Regions from separate parts of the Mus musculus genome. Here region 1 is linked to region 2. Evidence: chromatin contacts called from public Hi-C data. All regions are on one chromosome and are shown on one strand. The core of a region is the stretch at or near the end of the contact, and the rest is flanking DNA. Distances in the headings are between cores, read along the strand shown.

Region 1 (6,188 bases), core at 1,584-4,083, 330 kb after region 2:
CCTGGTTTCTTGGAGATCAAGATGTAGATGTCTTGACTTCTTTTCCAGTACCATGCCTCTCTGCCATTCTTGCTATGATGATAATGGACTGAACCTCTGAAACTGTAAACCAGACCAATTAAATATATTCCTTTATACAATTTCCCTTGTATGGTGTTTGTTTATAACAATGGAAACCCAAACTGAGGTAACTCTATATTCTCACATGACTAGCATTGCTACTTTTGCTCTATGCAGTCTTATAGAGTATATCAATAAATTATTGCCAAATGGGGTCACTTCAAAGAACTGGTTCTATTTCTGTCTCTAAGCATCTATTTGGTGCTTCCTTCTGAGAAAACTGGTTGTCATGGCAGAGCCCAAGGTGACTTTTGTTGTCGTGGGCAGTGAGACTGGGCAAGGTGCTAGGTATCATCCAGAAAGTTTGTACATTTCTTTCTTGCTGATGTCCTGTCCCATTGTAAAATTGCAACAAAACAACAGATATTAATTTCCTCATAATTCTTCATATTAAAAGCTCACATCCAAGGTGTTAACAGATCTACTCTCTTTAATTGTTGACACATTTTCTCCTTTTTTGACATGCGGTCTTCCTTAGCTTGTGTATTCTTCAATTCTTTCATCAAACCAGTCATTTTTGATTGAAACCTATCCTAAAGATCTTAATTGACCTTAATTTTTTCTGTAAAGATTCTATAACTAACATAGTTATATTCTGAGTATCAGAGTGTAGCATTGACATATGTCCTAGATATATTTCATCTATAACATTTCTGCAAACATCCTCTTGACTTTCTCCAGTATTCTTTATTTTTCGGCTTCTTGTGACATGTAGGATTAGGCACACTGGAGGCCTGTTTATGATTTCCTAGAGTGCACTTCCTGCACAGTCTTGTCATGAATCCAAATCCATCACCTCATATTTGGATCTAGCAGGTCTCAGGATAACCATTTAAGACATAGAGGGCCAACATCTAACTTTTTTTATTAAACAATTTTCTATTAGATATTTTCTTCATTTACATTTCAAATGCCACCCTGAAATTCCCCTATACACTTTTTCCACCCTGCTCCCCAACCCATACACTCACTCTTCCTGGCCCTGGCGTTCCCCTGTGCTAGGGGCATATAAACTTTGCAAGACCAAGGGCCTCTCCTCCTAATGATGGCTGACTAGGCCATCTTCTTCTACATATGCAGCTAGAGACACACGCTCTGGGGGCACTGGTTAGTTCATATTGTTGTTCCATCTATACGGTTGCAGACCCTTTCAGCTCCTTGGGTACTTTCTCTAGCTCCTCCATTGGGGGCCATGTGTTCCATCCAATAGATGACTGTGAGCATCCACTTCCGTATTTTCCAGGCACTGGCATAGCCTCACAAGAAACAGCTATATCAGGGTCCTTTCAGCAAAATCTTGCTGGCATATGCAATAGTGTCCATGTTTGGTGACTGAATATGGTATGGATCCCTGGGTGGGACAGTCTCTGAGCATCTAACTTTTAAAAGACATTATCACTACATTTCACAGAGTGCTGGGCCATTCCTAAATGAGCTCAGATGATTTTAGCATCTTGTGCTCCATACTTGTCAAATCTGCTCCATATCTCTCTACAATAGCTTTCACTATTTTCCTATTATCCTTTTCACTTGGATAGAGAGGGAATGAGCCAGAGAGAGGAATTTCCTTCTATAACCTATCTTATTCACAGAAGAAGCTCCGACTTAAATCTGGGGCATTCAATTTGAAATTTCTCCTTTTACTATTCTTTTCATTTGCTCTTTCCTTCTTTTGTTTTGGAGTGGGTAATTGAAATCACTGTCTCACACATGCTATATTTGTGCTCACTCTTAAGTTACTAACCCCGTTCAACCTCCAACATAGACTCTTTAACTACTGTGTGCTATCAGGCTTTTCATAATAAGTTAACTGCAGAAAGAATTTAAAAATGCATCAAAGCGCTTAGAATTAACCACCCCTTTGTATCCTTATGATGAATAATAATGGTCAACATGATAAAAGAAAAAAACATTGTCTTTACTCCTGCTTGCTGTCCAACATGACATCTGATTTCACAAGACACCTACCTGCACAGTCATTTGTGTGATTTACTTATATCCAAGATTTTCTTTATAATCCCGTTGAACACTGAGAAAACAGTTAGATGACTATAGTCAAAACTACAGTCTGTGTCCTCATATTCTCATAAATAATGTGTTGTCTTTCTATCACTGCAAAGACTTTGCTAAACTTTCAGTGTTAAATTTTCCTGTCCTGAAAACGACCTTATATAATAGTATGGAAGGTCACATATTTTTATGTTTTGTACATATACAACTCTGGTTGTATAAGTGCTTGTGGGTTGGTGTGTATTTGTATCATTATACACACACAGGTACAGGACTTTTAAAAATCACTATTTATTACTACTTAAATTACATTTCAAATGTCCATAATATTAACATAGTGCTGTAGTTTCAGGTTCAGATTCACTCAGTACTCTTCCCCACCCACTTCTTTTCTCTCAACTCTTGAAATTGCGCTAAATGCTCACACTAAGCAAAAAGTTTTCATGGTAAAATACCTTATTCTCAAGACTGAACTTCTGTACATTTTGGCCTTGGATTCCTCTTGAGTTCATGGAAGTGAGAAATTTATGGATGGAGAATAGAAATGCAATTGTTTGAATATGTTCTTTAGTTCTCCATGTATTTTAATGACTTGGTCCCTAGAACAGATTTAGTAGAATATTGTGAAACCTTTAAGGGAAGAGATTGGGGAAGTCTCAGGTGGCTTGTGACATTCCTTCTATGGGTACTGTGGTTCAGTGTTCCATTTTTTTTCTCTATTTGTACAGTTGCCATGGGCACTCTTTTCTTAGTGCTCTTTCCCTAATGCTATTAATCTGCCTTTCCATGGGTCCAATATCAAGTGGACAACTGATGGATCATAAGATATAAAACTATAAATCATCTCTTTATTAGCTATAGAAATTGTATTCCTAATAATTTTATTATCAGGAAGCTTTCTAACATAGATACTGCACTTTGATTCTAAAGTCTTGTTTTATGGTATTTGTAAGCAGCTTAGAGCACTATTTTGAGAGATGATGTAATATTAGAAAGTTGAAGTGAAATTTCTGGTTTCTTTGGAGACTCAGTTGTGTCATGTGATGGTTTTCTGAGAGTTGTTTCATAAGAGGATATTTTGTTAAATCAGACTGGTGAGAGGATACTTTACTGAGAGAAGACATGTAGTCTTTTCTAGAAGCTCTCGTGTGAAAGGGCGTGTGATATTTTGCTGGAACAGATGCTTGACAGAACAGATGATGTTGAAAAGGGTGTAAGACAAAGGAACCCTGACCAACCAGAAGCTGGGATCCATTCCAGTTCGGGACACCCTGCCATCTTCTGCCTGAACCCAGCAGGGGCCACTAAAGGCTCCAGAGTACTCTCCATGCCATAGGACTTCGGGATCACAGGTGAGTGGAACACAGCATCAGCTCCAAGGAGGGTCATGTGCCCGCAGGAACAGGGAAGAAGGAACCTCGTCCAACCAGAGGCAGGGATCCATTCAGGTCGAGGGCCAGGCATCTTCTGCATGAACATACCAAGGGCATCTAGGACCCCAGAGGACTCTCCATGCTACAGCACCCCTAGCACACCCAGGACCTCATGATCACCTGAGAGCACATGGAAGACAGAAGTAAGAGAGCTTCTTGGACAGGGTCCTGTCAGGACTTAATCCTCAGCCAGGAGGCAGAGCTAAGACCCAGACACCTGGGCACCTTCATTGCCAGAGGAGTGTCAGCCTACAGGGAGGGCTCTGAACCCAGGACTCAGGAAGTAGATCAGAGCTCCAGACTTCTGGAAACCTGACCTGCAAGAGGACAGCTTTCCTGCAGAGAGTGCTTTGATCACTGGAACTCAGGTGAGAATTGGACTCCCAAGAGGGCTGACAGAGGCTAACAGAATCACAGGAGGATCAAGCTACATCCAGAGACAGCTTGAACATTAAAACCAGAGATTACCAGATGGCAAAAGGCAAACATAAGAATTTTACTAACAGAAACCAAGACCACTGGGCATCATTAAAACCCACTATTCGAGTCCTGAATACCCCAACACACTTGAAAAGCAAGATGCGAATTTAAAACCATTTCTCATGATGGTGGTAGAAGATTTTAAGAAGGAAATTAATAAAGAAATACGGGAAATACTTAAAGAAATACAGCAGAACACTGCTAAACAGGTAAAAGTCGTTAAAGAAGAAATACAAAATCCCGTAAAGAATTACATAAAAACACAAACAAACAGGGGATGGAATTGAACAAAATCATACAAGATCTAAAAATGATAGTAGAAACAATGAAGAAAATCCAAAGGGAGACAACTCTGGGGATAGAAAACCTAGGAAAAAAATTAGGAAGAATATATGTGAGCATCAGCAAGAGAATAGAAGAGATGGAAGACAGAATGTCAGGTGCAGAAGATTCCATAGGGAACATGGACACAACAGTCAAAGAAAATGCAAAATGCAAAAAGATCCAAACTCAAAACATCCAGGAAATCCAGGATACAAGGAGCAGACCAAACCTACGGTTAATAGGAGCAGATGAGAATGAAGATTTTCAACTTAAAAGGCCAGCAAATATCTTCAACAAAATTATAGAAGAAAACTTCCCATACATAAAGAAAGAGATGCCCATAAACATATAAGAAGCCTACAGAACTCCAAACAGACTGGACCAGAAAATTATTCCCCCAGACACATAATAATCAGAACAACAAATGCACTAAATAAAGACAGAATACTCAAAGCAATAAGGGGAAAAGGTCAAGTAACATATAAAGGCAGGCCTATAAGAATTATACCAGACTTCGCACCAGAGACTATGAAAACCAGAATATCCTGGACAGATGTTATACAGACCCTAAGAGAACAAAAATGCCAGCTCAGGCTACTATACCCAGAAAAACTCTCAATTACCATAGATGGAGAAAGCAAAGTATTAGATGACAAAACCAAGTTCACATAATATCTTTCCACAAATCCAGCCCTTCAAAGGATAACAAAGGGAGAACACCAACACAAGGATGGAAATTATGCCCTAGAAAAAGCAAGAAAGCAATCCTTCAACAAACCTAAAAGAAGACAGCCACAAGAACAGAATCCCAAATTTAACAACAAAAATAACGGGAAGCAACAATTACTTTTTTTAAAAATTTCTCTTAACATTAATGGACTCAATATCCCCCAAAAAAACCATAAACTAATAGAAAGGCTACACAAGCAGGACCCAACATTTGGCTGCTTATAGGAAACCCACCTCAAGGACAAAGACAGACACTACCTCAGAGTGAAAGGCTGGAAAACAATTTTCCAAGCAATTGGTCTGAAGAACCAAGATGGAGTGGGTATTTTAATATCAGATAAAATTGACTTTCAACCCAAAGTTATCAAAAAAGACAAAGAGGGGCACTTAATACTCATTAAAGATAAAATCTACCAAGATGAACTCTCAATTCTAAATATCTATGCTCCAAATGCAAGGGAAGCCACATTCACTAAAGAAACTTTAGTAAAGCTCAAAGCACATGTTGCACCTCAAACAATAATAGCGGGAAGCTTCAACACTCCACTCTCACGAGTGGACAGATCCTCGAATCAGAACTCAAGGGAGACACATGAACACTAACAGAAGTTATGAAACAAATTGATTTAACAGATATCTACAGAACACTTTATGCTAAAACAAAAGGATGTACCTTCTTCTCAGTACCTTATGGTACTGAATACATATTATATGTCCAAAATTGAGCATATAATCAGTCACAAAACAGGCCTTTAAAGATACAAAATTATTGAAATTATCCCATGCATCCTGTAAGATCACCCTGGACTAAGAATGATCTTCAATAACAGCATAAATAGAAGAAAGCCAACATTCAAATGGAAACTGAACAACACTCTACTAAATGATACCTTGGTCAAGGATGAAATAAAGAAATTAAAGGCTTTTTAGAGTTTAATAAAAATGAAGTCACAACATACCCAAAATTATGGGACACAAAGAAAGGAGACCTAAGAGGGAAACTCTTAGCACTGAGTGCCTCCAAAAAGAAACTAGAGAGAGCATACACTAGCAGTCTCACTGCACACCTAGATTCTCTAGAACTAAAGAAAG
Region 2 (6,638 bases), core at 1,670-4,169:
CAATGGTTCCTACTGGGACAGTGCACTTCTTCCATAAGAAGAATGTCTCTTTGCATGTCTGGCTTTTGTACACAGTCACATTTCTAGCCTCCTGACTCTGCTTCTGAATGGCAGTGAATATGGTACCCTTCTAGTCATGTCTGGGATGGAGGTTTCTTGTAAGACCATGGAAAGTGGATATCCCTCAGAAAGGGGCCAGTCTTGAACCTCCTGTCTCAGCAGAAGCATGGATTAGTGAGAGCAGAAGGGCTACTCTGAGTCACACATAAGTCAGCCTAGTATCTCCTCCACTCTGGAGAGGGTTGTTTTACAGTTCAATGCTCCCTAGGAAAATGAGCCACCTAATTGCTGCTGGTCAGTGTGCATGGACATATGGTATTGTTCTAATTCCTTTCTCTTCGATGTTCTCTTTTGTCTTGTGAGTGATCGTGTCTCCTAAGGGGACTTGAAACACCTTCTTGGACCCCATGAATCCCCTGCTCATCTTCTGTTGACCACAAGCCACTCAGAGGATGGGAGGATGGGTCCTCTGTGGCAGAGAATGTTCTGAACAGCTAAAGTCACAGAAATGCAAAGGTGCCAAGCACTAACGTTCTTCAGCTAATCCTGAAGCCAGCCCTGGCCCCACTGAGTGGGGCTCTTCTATGTTGGTCTAAAGTGTGGCCAGAGCAGTAATGACAAGCAGGTAACAGGGCCATATCCAGGGATACAAATTTAGAAGGTTTACAAGAACAGGGAATCCCCTGTTGGCATCCAGAGGGAAACTACTAAATGAACCCATGAATTAATCCCCTGGATAGTGTTTCAAACATGAAGTGATCTCAGGCACTGCCTATTGGAGTCTCTCTGTTCACTGATAAATGCTGGAGCTGTTGACCTCAAAAAGGCAGGATAGGTAGTTGGACAAGGCTTTAGCACTAGAGTCCTCATCCCTCCCATCTATGCCAAACCTTTGTAGTGTCACAGGAAGCAGGTGAGAACAGCTTTTCTCTAGTCGAGGTTTACCTTTAATAGGCGAACAAGCCTGCGTTCTGATACTTATTGAAGGACCGTCTAGAGACTTACTTTACTTCAACTATCAAAGTCAGTTTCAACAAGTGATCCACAAACTGCTACTAAAACTGAAGTATTAATTTTACACAGGTTAATTCGGTCCAAAACCGTTACAAGGTTTTTTATATTGGAGTAATTTCAGCATAAACACCATAGTTTTTCAAATACAATGATTCATGGCATTTGTTATTGCATTTGGGTGACTTTCTTTGCCTTCTATTTTGAGCAATGCAGCAGGACCTAATTTCTAAAGAGAATATTTCAGGTAGCCCCAAAGGTGACACTCATCCTATCTAAATGTGGAGGTTGAAACTGACACCTGCTCCTTGCATATCATGCACTTGCTGGTACAGCCGCACTGCTGACTGAAGCATGTATCCTCAAATGGGTTGTGGGCAACCTTTATTTAGGTATTGATCAGGAGTGCAATCTGGAATCACCACTACAAACAACAAAGCCGTAGCAAAAAGCTACTTTGGGATGTACTTGAGAAGCATAGAAGCTATCTATGGCAACTAACTAGAATGCATTTTTGTTTTAATTCCCTGTGAACTTTGAGGCATACACATACTTACTTCTTTCAATAGATTATTAGAAAACTGAGACTCAAACAGGAAATTCAGCTTTAACACATTGTTATTTGTAATTTGATATTTAACTTTAAAAGGTTTTTATTTTGTGTGATAATTTTACCTTCTAGCTGCTCTCTCTCCCTTATACCTTTTCTGCTTTCCTATTTGACTCAAGTGAAATATATAAAATACTTCAAAAACATTTACAATGGAAAAACAAACAAACAAACAACTAAATAAGGGTTGCTATATCTAATCATTTAAGTAGTTATTTCTGAAATAGAAATAAAATAACTTTTATCAATTAATATGAGAAATATGATGACTCTATATCATTGGAACGATTGTGTATAGTATTTCTTCAAACAAGTCCAGTAGTTAGTACTAAAAGCACCATTTCATAAAACACTGAAAGGAAAATAAAATAAAAATAAACAAGACCATGGAAAGCAGAGCAAGGAAGACAATAATTTAGGAATTCAGTTTTGAAGTAATACTGTTTTATTCAATTAATACACAATAATTTGGATTTGAAATAATTTCTGTTAGGGTTTGTGTCTCAAATCTTCCCTACAGGTTTTTGTGCTGAATGTCTGATCTTCAGCTCTAAAAGCTAATTTTGGAAACTTTGAAACCTTTAGAAGGTACTATCTATAAATAACTTGTGGGCTCTTTAAGTACAGCTCTGTTTTCTGTTCTGCTATGATCTGGAGTCTCTAACCAACAACTGACCACTGCAGCTGAGTAGATCCACAGTGCCTCCCATTTTGGACAATAAGAAGCATTATCATATGTATTACGACGAGAAGATGACTGTATTTTCCCTGAGCTTGATCTCTGATCTTGGTATTATGTTACACACACATAGGAGTCTTCAAGTATAAACGTATCTCACCCTATCTACACCATCGGAAAGAGGAATTGCAGACAGACTTTTAAAATAATGACAAAGGTTATAACAAGATACATCATGGAAGCATGGAAACTTGAAAAAGAGTGAAAGAGTAACTAGGAAGATAAGAGCTCTTAGGGCAACTAGGAAGATAAGAGCTCTTAGGGCACATAATGAATCAAGACAAAATCCAAGTGTGTAGGAGACTGGTGAAAGATGATATTAGGATTCAGAAGAAACTTGTTTTTATCTTACTTGAAAATATAAGCATGATTTGTAACACTACGGAGCAAAAATATATTGGGTCTTACTATGCTTATTAGGAAATAATCTGGGAGTTCTTCAGGCTAAATATACAAACCAGCTGAAGGACACCATGTTGACATTTGATTGCAATACCATACACTACCAGAAGATGGCGGAATATGTTCAAAGCTTATGAAATGTGTGGCTCTCCCAGAGTTCACTGCAATGCTGATATTTCTAATCATTTAAGCTGTCAAGATAATATGTTTAGTAAAGAAAAACTTGAAACGATGATGTGATTGGTTGGTTTATTTTATAGTCTCTGTGAAGTAGGGAAAGGACTCAAGCAGGTCACTTTTTCAGACTCGTCGTTAGTTATTTAGCTTTCTCATTCAAGGCCAGACTACCTATCAGGGAATGGTGACAGCCAAAGAGGGTGAAGTCCTTCTACAGCAATGTGCAGTCAGAACAATGCTTCAAAGATATGCTCACTGGAAAATATAGATAGTTCATCAATTGAGATAATTTCTAAGTTGTATCAAGTTGACAACTGAAGCAAGTTAGGGCCTACTTGTGTTTATTTTGAAAGCCATTTCAAAGTTTGTTGACACTGAAGGAACTATAAATGATCATTAGTTGGTAGAACAATAAAATTAGCTATCACTCATTATGCATTGTTTGTGTGCCAAGAACTTTATTTTTTTAGATGAATATCTTTTTTAACAATGCTGTCATAATACCATTAAATTCTTTTGTAAGATAAAATTTCAAAGCCCCAAACTAATGATTTCCCAAGCCTCTGCACACACTATTAAGAATCTATAAGATTCAAATCACATTGCTTTCAATATATCTTGCCAAAATATTTTAAAGTAATTTTGGGATTTTTATCTGCTGTTTTACCCTCTTCTTCATACACAGTCCCTTCATACAATTCAGTGCAGTTGCAACTTTTGTGAAAGACAGAATTCTAACATGAGACTTAGGGGAAGAATATATAAAGAATATATAAACTATCTTACCAAAAGGCCAGTGCTTATGCATAGATCCAGAAGCTGGATGATCTATCTATCTATCTATCTATCTATCTATCTATCTATCTATCTATCTATCTATCTATCTATCTATCTATCTACATCACAATCACTGCCTTTCCATTCTCCCTTCATGAAGTCCCTCTCCCCATCCCCACTCCTCTAAGAGGGTGGGAACTACCTGGGTATCCTCCCACACTGACACATCAAGTTTCCCCAGGGTTAGACTAGGCACATCCTCTCCACTGAGACCAGATAAGGCACCCTGATGGGGAACTGTTTCCTTAGTCAGGCAACAGATTTGGGGACCACACCTGCTCCAGTTGTTGGGGGACCCACATGAAGACTGAGCTGCACATCTCCTACATATGTGTCTGGGGCCTCTGTCTAGCCAGTGTATGCTCTTTAGGTGGTGGCTCAGTCTCTGTGAGTTCCCAAGGGTCCAGTTTAGTTGGCTTCATTAGTATTCCTGTATAGATCCTATTTCCTTTAGGGTCTTCCGTCTTTCCCCCAACTCTTCCCTAAGAGTCCCCAACCTCTGCTCAATGTTTACCTGTGGGTCATTACATCTGTTTCAGTCAGCTCTTAGGTAGAATCTCTTAGAGGACAGTTATGCTAGGCACCTATCTGCTAGCATAGCAGAGCATCATTAAGAGTGTCAGGGTTTGGTGCTTGCCCATGGTGTGGGTCTTAAGTTGGTCCAATTATTGGTGGGTCATTCCCTCATTCTCTGTTCCATCTTTGCTCCTGCATTTCTTGTAGTCAGGATAAATTTTGGGTTTAAAGTTTTGTGGACTGGTATCTTTTTACCTCCACTTCCTATCCCCTCTTGGACACACAATCCTTCCCCCTGTTCTTCCAAAAGAGTCCTCAAGCTCCATCCACTCTTTGGCTGTGGGTGTCTGTATCTGTCTGAGTCAGCAGTTGAGTGGAGTCTCTCACAGGACAACATGCTCACATTTGCAAGCATAACTGAGTATCATTAAGAGTGTCAGGGATTGCTGCTTGCCTATGGGATGGGTCTCAAACTGGGCTGGTTATTAGTTGGCCATTCACTAAGTTACTGGTCCCTCTCCCCTGCCTGCATTTCTTGTAATCGGGATAAATTTTGGTTTGAAAGTTTTGTGTGTAGGTTGGTGTCTTTATTGCTCAACTGGGGGTCCTATCTGGCTATAGGAGATGGCCTCTTCAGGTTTTATATCCCCAATGTTGGGATTCACCCCCATTGATTCTTGAGTACCTTCCTTATCTCAGGTCTCTGTCTTGCCTGGGAAATGTCTCCCACCTCCTCACCCCTGTCAGTTGCAGATTTTCAATTACTTTCATGGCCATCTATCCATCCTTTCTGTCTTTCCCTACACCTGATCCTGAATGCCTTCATTACTCTCCCTAACCCTCTACCCTCCCTCCATCTGCCACATATGACTATTCCCTCTTCTAAGTGAGATTCAAGCATCCTGGATTGTGCCTTCCTTCTTATTTATCTTCTTTGAGTCTGTGCAGCATAGCATGGTACCTATATTGAAGGCTGATATCCACTTATGAGTACATATCATACATTTTATGACTAGAATACCTCACTCAGGATGATATTCTTAAGTTCTATTCCTTTAACAGCAAAATTGATAATATGTTTGCTTTTAGTAGCTGAATAATATTCTCCTGAAAGTATAACGTAAAAACAAAATTCTAGGCCTTTAGGCCCAGGCTTAGGAATGTGACCTCTGTGACTCATTGCTCTAAGGTATGCTAATCATAAAACAGATAGTGACATTCCTCCACCCACCTGCTTCCTGGGTTCAAAGAGTGTTCATTCAAAGAAAGTCACCCTGACCATTGCTGGAACCCACTATGCAAATGTGCTATTGTTAGGGGTTCTTAGAAGCTGTCTTGAGAGATGACCTGCACAATTACCAGGTATTCCTTGTGACTCTTGTGACTTTGCAGTTCCTTGGGACTCTTAACTGTTATCTTTGGTATTTTCCAACAACACCATCCCCACTACCTTGAGTTGTGGTTTCTTCCTTTAAATACCCACTTACCCAGCTACTGGGGCGCCACAGTCCTCTACCCCTGCGTGGTGTATGACTATGGGCCCGAGAGCACTCTTGAATAAAAATCCTCTTACAGTTTGCAGCAAGACCGTTTCTTGTGAGTGATTTGGGGTGTTGCCACTCCTGAGTCAGAATGTGGGGGAGTCCTCATGTTGTGGGTCTTTCACTATGATGTAGACATACCACATTTTCTTTATCTTTCTTCAGCTGAGGGTCATCTAGGTTGTTTCCAGTTTCTGGCTATTATGAATAAAGCTGCTATGAACACAGCTGAGCAAGTGTCTTCCTGGAAGAGTTGAACACTCTTTGGGTATATACCTACGAGTGGTATAACTGGGTCTTGAGGTAGACTATTTCCAGTTTTCTGAGAAACTGCCAAATTAATTCTCAAAGTGATTGTTCAAGTTTGCACTCTCACCAGCAATGGAGTAGTGTTCCCCTTGTTCCACATCCTTGCCAACATCTGCTATCTCTTGAGGTTTTGATCTTAGCCATTCTGATGGGTATAAAATGGAAACTCAGAGTTGTTTTCACTTGTATTTCTCTGATGAGTAAGGACTTTGAAAATTTCTTTAAGTGCTTCGTGACCATTCAATATTCCTTTGTTGGAAATTCTCTGTTTAGTGTTGTACCTTATTTTTAAAATTGAGTTATTTTGGTTTGTTGGAATCTAGCTTCTTGAGTTCTTTCTATCTTTTAGATATTAGCCTTCCATCAGATGTAGAGTTAGTGAAGATTTTTTCTCAGTTTGTAGGCTGCAGAAGCAAGGAGTCTTAAGGTTGAATTC

The links. A called contact is a pair of places that touch in the nucleus more often than the background predicts.
Region 1: a Hi-C map of bone marrow-derived macrophages shows a contact between it and region 2, with 14 read pairs. The contact joins two enhancer-like sites.

What each region holds. Positions count from the first base shown.
Region 1 is chr3:15,587,773-15,593,960 of GRCm38.p6, forward strand. No RefSeq gene overlaps it. Among named protein-coding and RNA genes, the nearest start is that of Sirpb1b, 16 kb to the left of the region's middle. Within about 2 kb of position 2,834, at least 6 of the 459 cell types and tissues checked have an H3K27ac peak or open chromatin away from gene starts, as enhancers often do. A contact at or near this core is called in bone marrow-derived macrophages, where this site is marked.
Region 2 is chr3:15,261,727-15,268,364 of GRCm38.p6, forward strand. No RefSeq gene overlaps it. Among named protein-coding and RNA genes, the nearest start is that of Gm9733, 67 kb to the right of the region's middle. Within about 2 kb of position 2,920, at least 2 of the 459 cell types and tissues checked have an H3K27ac peak or open chromatin away from gene starts, as enhancers often do. A contact at or near this core is called in bone marrow-derived macrophages, where this site is marked.